3 separate regions of the Mus musculus genome follow, and all the other regions are linked to region 3. Evidence: chromatin contacts called from public Hi-C and promoter capture Hi-C data. All regions are on one chromosome and are shown on one strand. Each heading gives the region's core, a stretch centred on a gene start, on an enhancer-like site or on the middle of the called end of the contact. The rest is flanking DNA. Distances are from core to core; before and after follow the strand shown.

What was found. A called contact is a pair of places that touch in the nucleus more often than the background predicts. Capture Hi-C pulls out chosen DNA fragments and counts their contacts.
Region 1: a promoter capture Hi-C map of liver shows a contact between it and region 3, with 2.9 times the contacts expected there. The contact joins the promoter of Fance here to the promoter of Lmf1 in region 3.
Region 2: a contact with region 3 is called in a Hi-C map of B cells, with 6 read pairs. The contact joins the promoter of Nudt3 here to the promoter of Lmf1 in region 3. A contact is called at or near these places in 1 of 484 Hi-C or Micro-C datasets (B cells) and 2 of 9 other capture datasets (adipose tissue and pancreatic islet).

Annotation. Positions count from the first base shown.
Region 1 is chr17:28,311,665-28,315,088 of GRCm38.p6, reverse strand. It overlaps Fance (Fanconi anemia, complementation group E), which reads right to left and starts at 1,559. Exons shown (of 10, transcript NM_001163819.1): 1 at 1,207-1,559. The coding sequence starts at 1,445.
Region 2 is chr17:27,621,396-27,624,709 of GRCm38.p6, reverse strand. It overlaps Nudt3 (nudix (nucleotide diphosphate linked moiety X)-type motif 3), which reads left to right and starts at 1,258. Exons shown (of 5, transcript NM_019837.2): 1 at 1,258-1,623. The coding sequence starts at 1,525.
Region 3 is chr17:25,577,460-25,580,747 of GRCm38.p6, reverse strand. Lmf1 (lipase maturation factor 1) reads right to left here and starts at 1,574. Exons shown (of 11, transcript NM_029624.4): 1 at 1,369-1,574. The coding sequence starts at 1,561.

The DNA of each region.
Region 1 (3,424 bases), core at 310-2,809, 2.7 Mb before region 3:
GGGGCCGGCTGCTGCAAACAGCTGGCATATCCTCTCTCAACCCTGGCCTCCAGAGCTTCCCAGGGTCCCATGACTTTAGCTCTCTAGGATTCTACTGAGGTAGCCAGTGTGACCTGAACCAAGTGACCATGTCTTCAAGCCTCCCCCTGTGTCAGGGCCATTATCACACCAAGGTGCCTGTCATGTGAGGATAATAGAGAAATATATATTGGAAATATAGGAAATATATATAATATAGAGAAATATATATAGAAAATATAGGAGATATATATGTGTATATATACATATACATACATACATACATATATACATATATACATACACACACACACACACACACACACACATATATATATATATATATATATATATATATATATATATATATATCCTTTATTGTGATAGGGTTTCTCTGTGTAGCCCTCGCTATCCTGGAACTCGCTCTGTATACCATGCTGGCCTCAAACTCACAAGAGATCTGTCAGTCTCTAGTTTTCTTGGCCTGTGCAGTCTTGGTTTCCAACTTGAAGCAATCCTCCTGTCTCAGCTTCCTGACCGCTGAAACCAGACCCTACACTGTATGACCTGTATTTTTGTTTTTCGAGACAGGGTTTCTCTGTATAGCCCTGGCTGTCCTGGAACTCAGAAATCCGCCTCCCTCTGCCTCCCGAGCGCTGCGATTAAAGGCATGTGCCCCCACGCCCGGCATGACCTGTATTTTTAACACAGGTGTCCACTTGACAAGAACATCTGTATTAGAGATACATTATTTGTGTTTTGGCAGAGTCTATGTTGTCCTGGGTGGTCTTGAACTTAAAGATCCTCATGCCTCTGCCTACTGGGTAGTGCTATTACCAGCGTGCACCACCACACCCCGCCTTTTATTCTTCTTAGGACAGAGTCTCACTCTGTTGCCCTGGAACTCAAGAGACATATGCTCGCCTCTGCCTCCAAATGCTGGAGTTAAAGCCATGCACCAGCAGCTCAGCAACTGGAGATGGAAGCAAAGCAAACAAACTCAGTCTGCACTTAGAATTCTGCCTGACAAAATGCGTGTCTCAGCCCAGTGCTGGCACGCGCACTTGTAATCCTGTCACCGAGGACATGGCTGCCGGAGTTCCAGGCTAACTTAGGCTAGATGGAACCCTGCCTCAACTACACAAATAAGCAGGGGGGAGGCGGCGGGGGCCACGGGCGGGGACTCACAGCTCTAGGCGGCCGTCGGGGCCCCGCACCTCGGGCTCTAAGTGGCCCAGCGCCTCCAGGAAGCCATCCCAAGGGAAGTGCTCCGCGCGGCGGCCGAGGGCGCGCAGAACCCCTAGCCCGCGCCGCGCACCCTCAGGCCCTGCCTGTAGCGCCTGAAGCAGGAGGCGGGCAGGGGCCTCCAGGCTCGCCCAGGGCGCCGCTCCGGCCGAGGCTACGGAGTCCGACCCCGGCGTCGCCAGCGCAGAGCGGACGCGGGGCGGCGGCTAGGACACGCGGGATCGGAGCGCCACTCCAGCCGCGCAAAGCTCCCGAAGCCAAGGAAAGCCGGAGCACCCTGTAGAGCCTGAAGGGGCGGGATCTAGCGATCGGGGCGGGGCCGGAAGGGACGTGATCATCGGGAGGGGGCGGGACCATCAACTAACCAGACCTGTAAGAGAGCGTCCAGGAGAGGGGCGGAGCGGGGACGGAGCGAGGGCATCAGGAAGCAACTTAACTCCCTGCATAGTACGAGAAGCCCGCGAAGGGGCGGGGCCGGTTCCTGCGTCTGGAGCCAATCTGATCCGCGCTTGATGGAGCGGCTGTACTATACTGCTGCCTAATCTTAGTCCTTCTCCACGTCTTTTTAAAATGTTTCTTTTCAAAAATTATTTTATGCCGGGCGTGGTGGCGCACGCCTTTAATCCCAGCACTCGGGAGGCAGAGGCAGGCGGATTTCTGAGTTCGAGGCCAGCCTGGTCTACAGAGTGAGTTCCAGGACAGCCAGGGCTATACAGAGAAACCCTGTCTCGAGAAAAAAAAAAAAAGCAAAAATTATTTTATGCGTATGGGTGATTTGCTTGTATATATGTAAATGCACTATGTCTAGTGCCCGCGGAGGCCAGAAGAGGGCGTGGGATGTCCTGGGACTGGAGTTAGCGGCTGTAAATTTACATGTGGGGTCCTCTGCAAGAGCAGCTAATACTCTTAACCGCTGAGCCATCATCCCTCCAACTCTGTTTCCATTTTGCCTTTTCTGTGTGTGTGTGTGTGTGTGTGTGTGTGTGTGCCTGTGTGTATATATATGTATGTGGGCCAAATGTGTGCAGGAGACCTGGAAGGTCAGAAGAGAAAATCAAAATCTTTGAAACTTGAGTTATAGGCAGTTAAGACTGCACGCGCATGCTGAGAAACCCCAGTCTTTACGAATACAATTAGCACTCTTAACCACTAAGCCATCTCTCTAGTTCCTATCCTTTTACATTTCTATTTTTACTCATGTGTATGGGGCGTATGTGTATGTGTAGCTGGGAAATATCTCTATGTGTATATAGTATGTATGTGTTCTGAACCTTAGTCCTCTGTGAGACAGCAATATGGCCTCTTAACTGATAAGACATCTCCCCAGCCACAAATTATCAAATATTTTGACCGTGACAGTTACTTTCAGGAAGAAAAAAAAAAAAAAGGAGATAAATTGAGATGCCTTATAATAGGATGACCAGGCAAAATGAACCCAATAAGGTCCAGGTCAGGGAGTCTGTAGGGAGGTTGCTACAGGAAGAGAAGAAACAGGGCAACGGCCCTGGAGCTGCAGGGTGGCTGAAGAGGAGATCAGAGAGGCTACCAGGCTTGAGGTCACACAGAGGACATTGGCTTTCTACTCTATCATGGGAACCCATGGCAGCATTTTTGAGCTGATTTTGATCTAAGCCAAACTATTTATTTCAAAAGAATTAGTTGGAAAAGGTGAGGTCTTTACTGCTTCACAAAGTGGGAGAAAAGGCAAAAAGACAAAAAAAAAAAAAAGAAAAAAAAGAAAGAAAGAAAAAAAGAAAGGAAGGAAGAAAGAAAGAAAAAGAAAATGCCTTCTTCTAGTAACCTCCTTTCTCGGTGTTCCACAGAGGAACTGTGGCAGATGTGGGCCCTAAGAAGTACAGCTGGGACCTCCCCCAAGCCTCAACCAGGACCTCACTGCCTAAGGCTTCGCATTTGAGTCATCTGGGTAGAAGTGGGGCAGAGTTCTAAACCTGGTTTAGGTTTCCACATTCAGAGAAGTCCAGGACAATATCCTCACCCCCTGAGGAATGTACAGTGCAGTCCCCCAGAAGTCAAGGAAAGCAGATGGTCCCTGGGGACAGGGCCTAAAAACGAACAGTCTTCAGACAGCATGGGACAGCTCAGTTATAGCTTATTGTTTTTTTCTACCAAAATCCTTCTACAAAACAGTAAAGTTTAAAAA
Region 2 (3,314 bases), core at 9-2,508, 2.0 Mb before region 3:
ACTGGGAATTGAATCAGGGTCCTCTGGAAGAACAGCCAGTGTTCTTAATCACTGAGCCATCCCTCCAGCCCCTTCATTTAGTTTTTAAAGAAGTTAGAATATGTGTGGACACATATGTCATAGAGCACATGTAGCGGTGAAGCTTGTGGGAGTTGGTTCTCTCCTTTCGCTATGTGTGCCAGGGATCTAGCTCAGGTGGTCAGGCTCCATGGCCAGTGCCCTTTTAAACTGACACATCTCTTGGGCCCCTCTAGATTATTAATGAAGTATACTACATACAAGATGATTAAAACAGGTAACGGGGACCCGTCAGATATCCCAGAAAGGTCATTTGCAGCCAGGCCTGACCACTTAAATTCAGTCTCCTGGTCCTCTGTGGTGGGAGAAAATGGATTCGTTTAAGTTGCCCTCTGACCTCACAGAAGCAATCATGGCGCACACACCTGTCCCCACAAACGTACGCTGTGCGCTTTGGGATTTATTTATAAATCTTGAATATCTTGACAGAATTTTCTAAACGTTTAGCACACGGTAATGGTGCCCGTTTTGTTGCAGGAACGCTGTAGCCCACTTTCACGTCCTCTAAGAGGGTCATCCCAGTGTTATAGTCACGGCCAGAAACCATATTTCATGATTTACGTACGTGTGCTGTGCACACTCTTACAGTCTCTCCCTTTCTGCTCCTGTTTAAGAGGATGGCGTTCTCTCTTTTCTTTCCTTCCTTTTTTATTTTCTTTTTTGCAGTGCTGAGGTTCGAACCCAGTCCCTCAAGCATGTCGCCAGGCAAGTGGCAGCTTTTGCCTTTTTTGCACAAATGGCTGCAGGACGCACATATGTCCAGACAGCTACCAACTGACCGCAAAGAGCAGCCCCGCCCCGCCCCACTCCTGATCCCCAGCAGCTAAGGTTGACAGTCTGCGGCGAGGGACAGCAGAGCGGCGCTGTCACTCTCCCTGTCATCTGAGCGGCGCGACCTTGGATCGGGCTGGGCCGCTCAGCCGGTGACCTTGGGCGGGCCCCTGCTCTCTGCCCAGCGGCGCCCGGGACCGTGGGGTCGCGGGTGGTGCCCACGCGCCGCGCCTCACCCGGCTTCCGCCATCCCCAGCCCTACGCTGTCTGCGTAGCAGCCGCGCCAGCTTCCGCGGCCTTCAGTGCAGACGCTCTCCCGCGCCGGGCGCGATTCCGGAACGCCGTCCGCGCTGCGCACGCGCGGCCGTCCGGCGAGCCCGCGTGCCTTACGCAGCTGACGCAGCGCGTCCAAAATGGCGGCGCGGTCGTCGTCGGGGGCGGCGGCGGTAGAGGGGGCGGTGGCGGTGGCGACGGCGGCCGTGACGGCGGCGCAGGGCCTGGGCCGGGGGCAATGAGGCTGTCCCGCCGCGGAGCCGTGTAGCGGACACACAGACCCTCCTCCCCGCCCTCTCGATCGAGCCTGGGGCGCGCGCGCGCGCGGCCGCCCGCCTGCAGCAGGCTCCCCTTCCCTGGACTCCGAGGCCCCGCACGGCACCCCCCACCCGGGCCCGGAGGATGATGAAGCTCAAGTCGAACCAGACCCGCACCTACGACGGCGACGGCTACAAGAAGCGGGCCGCGTGCCTGTGCTTCCGCAGCGAGAGCGAGGAGGAGGTGAGGCGCCCTGCCGGGGGTCGGCGGCGCCCGACGGGGTTTCCTGGGGAGAAGGGGGGGTGGGGAGCGGAGTGGAGAGGGCCCGGGGCAGCGGGATGCCATCCCGCGGCGGGCCGTCGGGGGTTGGCCGCCGTTCGCCCGGGGCAGTGGCTAGGCAGCTCGGCGCTCGGCACACGTGCATGGGGCGCAGGCCGGCCTTTGTGGCGGAGCGGAGGGCCGCTCCCTCCCTCCCTCCCTCCCCGCAGGGTTGCTGCTGGCCGAGGGGAGGTGGCTGCGGGCGAGCACTGGCAGCGACAAGCCGGGGCCAGCCGTTCGATTCTAACGTTGAGCTGCTGAGTCCGTATGGTTGGAGCCTGAAAAGAAAGGGCACTGGACACGGTTGTCGTCGAGGTTGTTATTCATATTGACCGGAACACTTCACGACCATCAAAAGCTGTATTTATGAAGATCTCTGTCCCGACGTTTCTCTGCTGTGCCCAATAGGATGAGTCGTAGGGTAAGCTAGGATAATAGAACGTTTTAGAGTCTTGTTCCTTTTTCCTTAAGGAACTTAAAAAAAAATTTTTTTTTCGGCTTCACAAAGCCGTTTCTGTGGTGATGAAGCGAGATTCATGAAAGGCGCGTGGTTTGTAAATCCACAAAGAATAGCTGCTTTGGAAATTCATAAAATGCCTGTGGGGACACATTGCTGTCGTGTGTGTGCATGGTGGTAAGATGGCAGTTCGCTTGAAAACAATGAAGGGCAGTGAAACTGAGTATGTTTTATCCCGGCCCTCGGCGGTGGGCTGGGGTGGCAAGCCTGCAGTACGGTGCATCGTGTTGAAATGGGCGACAGGAACTTGACCCGTTAGTTATGAAAGGCTCTGATGAAAGGGAGGATGGACTACCAGGAATCACTGTCCGGTAGATACTCAGGAGGAGGAAGAGGAGGAGGAGGAGGGGGAATTTAAATGAAATGACGGCCTGAAGAAAATCCGTGAAAGCATTCTTTGTGCTGTTGAGGGATTGCAAAACAGGAGTTTTGGAAATGTATACTTTGTTACTTTCCTTCATTACCAAAGGTCCCCGAAAGACGCGCTTTGTAAGTAAGCAAGGTCAAGTTTTAAATGATGCGCTGGCTTTGGAATACGTGAGGTAAAACTGTCTATGGTGAAGGCTGTTCTAGAAGCTTTGTTTTCTTCATTATCATATGGGAAGTCAGATGGGATCTGGGCTGTTAGCGGGAGGAAAAGGAATTAGCATAATGACATGCCTCACTGCAGTGCTGTGGTTAGGTCTGGCCAAGTTTAAAGTAGAAGGCTGTGTAATTTAGTCATGAACACTGCAAAACCCTTTGTTTTAAGAAGATCATCCTAGAGGTGAAAATGTGAATATTTTGGATAAATACTAGAAACTCAAGATCCTTAACAAAGGAACAACCGATTTTCTAATTTTGGTTAGAAGTTTTACAATGGACTGGCGGCAGTTTGGCCACCTATTGCCTTGTGTAGGTCAGACCAGGGGTAGGACTGACTTGTTTTGTTTTTTTAGGAGCTTAAGATTTTCAGCTGTTAGAAGGAGGATTAAAGCGTCTGCTCCGTGGTGGGGTTGCCTTTACTGAACTTCTCTTTGCATATTGGTTAATGAGCAGGACAGTTGTGCGACTCTTGAATGATAGGTTCAGTGGCTGCTCAGAGTTTGGTAAGAACAAG
Region 3 (3,288 bases), core at 325-2,824:
CAAAAATGCACATGAGCCTGACTCTCCACATGAGAGCCACATGGACACAGCCCAAAGTCTAAGATGACTCTTCTGAAAGATGCCGAAGGTACACCATGCACGAGCCTGGCATGTCCTGGGCCCTGGGGCTTACTTAGCACTCAGTTTTGCCTTCCTTACTAAAAGGCTGGGCCATGGCCACCAGTGTCCACATAGTCACTGGGCCACCCCCTAGGTATTAGGAATTAGGGTGAGGATTTGGAACCCACAGTTACTCCCACCAGACAGATGTCCACAGGTTTTAAGCCTGAGCTCCGTCTCATGGCCACAGGCAGGGCAGGCCCAGTGTGAGTAGACAGGCGCTCAGCCTCAGCTGGGGGTTCAGGTGTCACTATAGTGAGTTGTTTGGAACTGGTTCTATATGACATCTCCTGGCCCACTACTGTGGGTAGCAATAACAGGCCAGGAGCTGAGGGGACATCAGTGCCCAGTGTAGTGGTCCACACCTTTAATCCCAGCACTCTGGAGGCAGAGGCAGGCAGATCTCTGTGAGGAGTTCAAGACCAGCCTGGTCTACAGAACAAGTTCCAGGGCAGCCAGGACTATGCAGAGCAACCCTGTTTTAAAAAACAAACAAACAGTAACCAAACCAACAACAACAAAAACCAAAACCAAAAAGCGGTGTGTATGGGGGACACCAGCCTGCCTGCCTGCCAGTACCTTTGATTCCGCTTTTCCTGAAGTGAAGGAGGCTAAGACTCTTTAGGCTCAGGTAGGTATGGGATGCTGCAGTGGACTGTAAAGGTCTGCAGAGCCTAAGCAGAACCTTGGAGTCCTTCCAGAGCTGACCTGGTTGAACCTCACTTCTTGCCTACCAGTGAAATCTGGCTAGATCCTTGGGCCCTCTGCCGGGTGCCCTTCCAAGCAGGTCAGGTTGGAGCTGTTGCACAACCTTTGGGTCCAGTGGGGGACCCACTGAGAGAAGGCAAAAGGGGCGAGGCTAGGTCTAAGTTGCAGGCTAAAGACCGTCATCTCCCCTAGGGCTTCGGAACAGGAATAGAATTAGCATCGTCTCGCCATTCCCAGGGTGCAGGCAGAGGGAGTGCATGGGGACTGCCTTCGCCTCTTACACGTGCTAAGTGGGGCTGTGGAGAGGCAGGGGTTGGGGTGGGGTCCCAGGAACACGCCGAGGAGGGACCTGACATAAAGTTTAAGCAGCCACTGAGTGGGAGGTGAGAAGGCGGGGTCCGGAAGCTCACAGAAGGGCAGAATGGTTTTAGTGCAGGATCCTTGAAGCCTATAGAGGGACAAACGGGAGTCCGGAAGCAATTAGGGTTTGGGACCAGGTCACAGGATGCCGGCAACAGCCCGCTCCCACCGGACACTCACAGTAAATGAAAGCGAGGGCCCGCAGGAGCACGATTCTAGTCAGCCAGAAGGTGCCCGTGTGCAGCCGAGCTGGAGAATCTGCGGGATCTCTAGCCAGAGAAGGTTGCGACGCTGGACTGTGCTCCGCACCCCCGACCTTCCGTTTTCTCAGCGACCCCTCGGGCGCAGCCATTACTAGGCTGTCTGGGCGCATGAGCACAAAGGGCGGTGCGCGCGGAGGCCACGCCCACAAGCCCGAAAGCCACACAAGCTCCCCTGGATGACACGCGGACCTCTTGCAGCCAAGGCCCACGCGCCACGCCCTCTCTGGGCGGTCTCTCCTAGCGGTGGGCGTCTCCGTGGTGGCTTCAGTATTTGCAGAGAGTGAAGCGACAGGGGAAGGAGCTAGTGACGGCAGGCCGTGTCCTGGGTGCGAATGTGCAGGGAAGGCCAGGCCTGTGGCCGTGGCAGAGCAGGGTTTTCATCCTGTATTCCTCTGCTGCCCGCTGCCCAGGAAGGCGCAGATTATACTATAGGACAACTGACAGGAAGAAACCTGAAATTTGCCCTGGAACCTCCTGCTTTCTCTTCTTCCTAAATCTCCTTGTCTGTGGTCCCCAGAGACCTCAGTATACAGGTGGCACCTCTATGAAGATCTAGGACCGTGTTCAAGCTATTTATGGGGCCACTGGACCATCAAGGACTCAGATTTACCCACCAGTAGCATGCGCAGAATCCCAAGGAGACACACCTTAAATGCTGCTTTTATATTTGACTTTATATTTAATAGCTCAGACTGGCCTTGAGCTATAAAGCCCAGAATGACAGCAAAGAAATTGTCCTCATGAGCTGCCTCCCTCGATGCTGGTATTACATGCCACTTGCCTGATAGCAATTCTGCTTTTTCGTGTTAGGTGCCACTCCAGCACTGCCCACAAATGATACTAGAAAGGCGTTCTGCAGCAGAGAAAAGGAGGGTCACTGGTTGTTGTTTGTTTGTTTGTTTGTTTGTTTTTTAACAACTTATCCTTAGCATCTCCTTTTTGTGATTGCTGCTTTGACATATAAGTTACCAATGCTGCATGGTTAAACATGGCATCAACAGCCAGAGTGGTTATAATGCCAACTACAGGGCTCTCTGGAACAAGGGTTTTTTTCCATCCATCTTTCAGAGCTTTCTATGTATTAAAGATCTTGTGCCTTTCTGAATTATCACTGGTTGGTTTTTTTTTTTTTTTTTTTTTGCAACTTATCCTTAGCATCTCCTTTTTGTGATTGCTGCTTTGACATATAAATGACCAATGCTTGCATGGTTAAACAACCCATTAATATTTATACCTCTACACCAGCAGTGAGCCTTTTGTGGGTAAGGACTGGTGTGCTGTTGCTGGGACTCTTCCCGGCCTCCAGGCTTCCTGATACTAGAGTGCTAGCATAGAAATACAGCCTACAACGTGCTTTGGGTATTTTTTTTTTAAGTTTCCTTTTCTTTTTCTTCAGAAGCACTCCCTTGGGAGCCCAGCTGAGAGTATGCCCCATTACAGATGTTGTGATAGGTAATACAAATACTTCCCACCTGCCAGGCTTCCTACAGGCCAGCATCTGCCCAAGGTCTCAAGAATTTAGAGACTGAAGGAACTGTGTATCCTGCATCCAGATCTTTCAGTAGGAACCCTTAGCCCTGCCTCTCCTCACTGGCATATGCCAGGCATGGGATGGGCCAGCAGAGACCTTTGGGGGGGGCAGCTTTAGTCGGCACAACTTCCTCAAATTATTTCTGGAAGCCAGAGCTATGCAGGGAATAGAAGGAGAGGAAGGACCGCTCTGCCATCAGGTGTGACCCTGGGTGCTGTGGCTCAGGTGGGGACCATCCTCACAAAGAGCCCTTTGTCCTCAGCTTCCCCTTGCAGTGGTAACATTGTCCTCCCTGCAGAAGGGCAC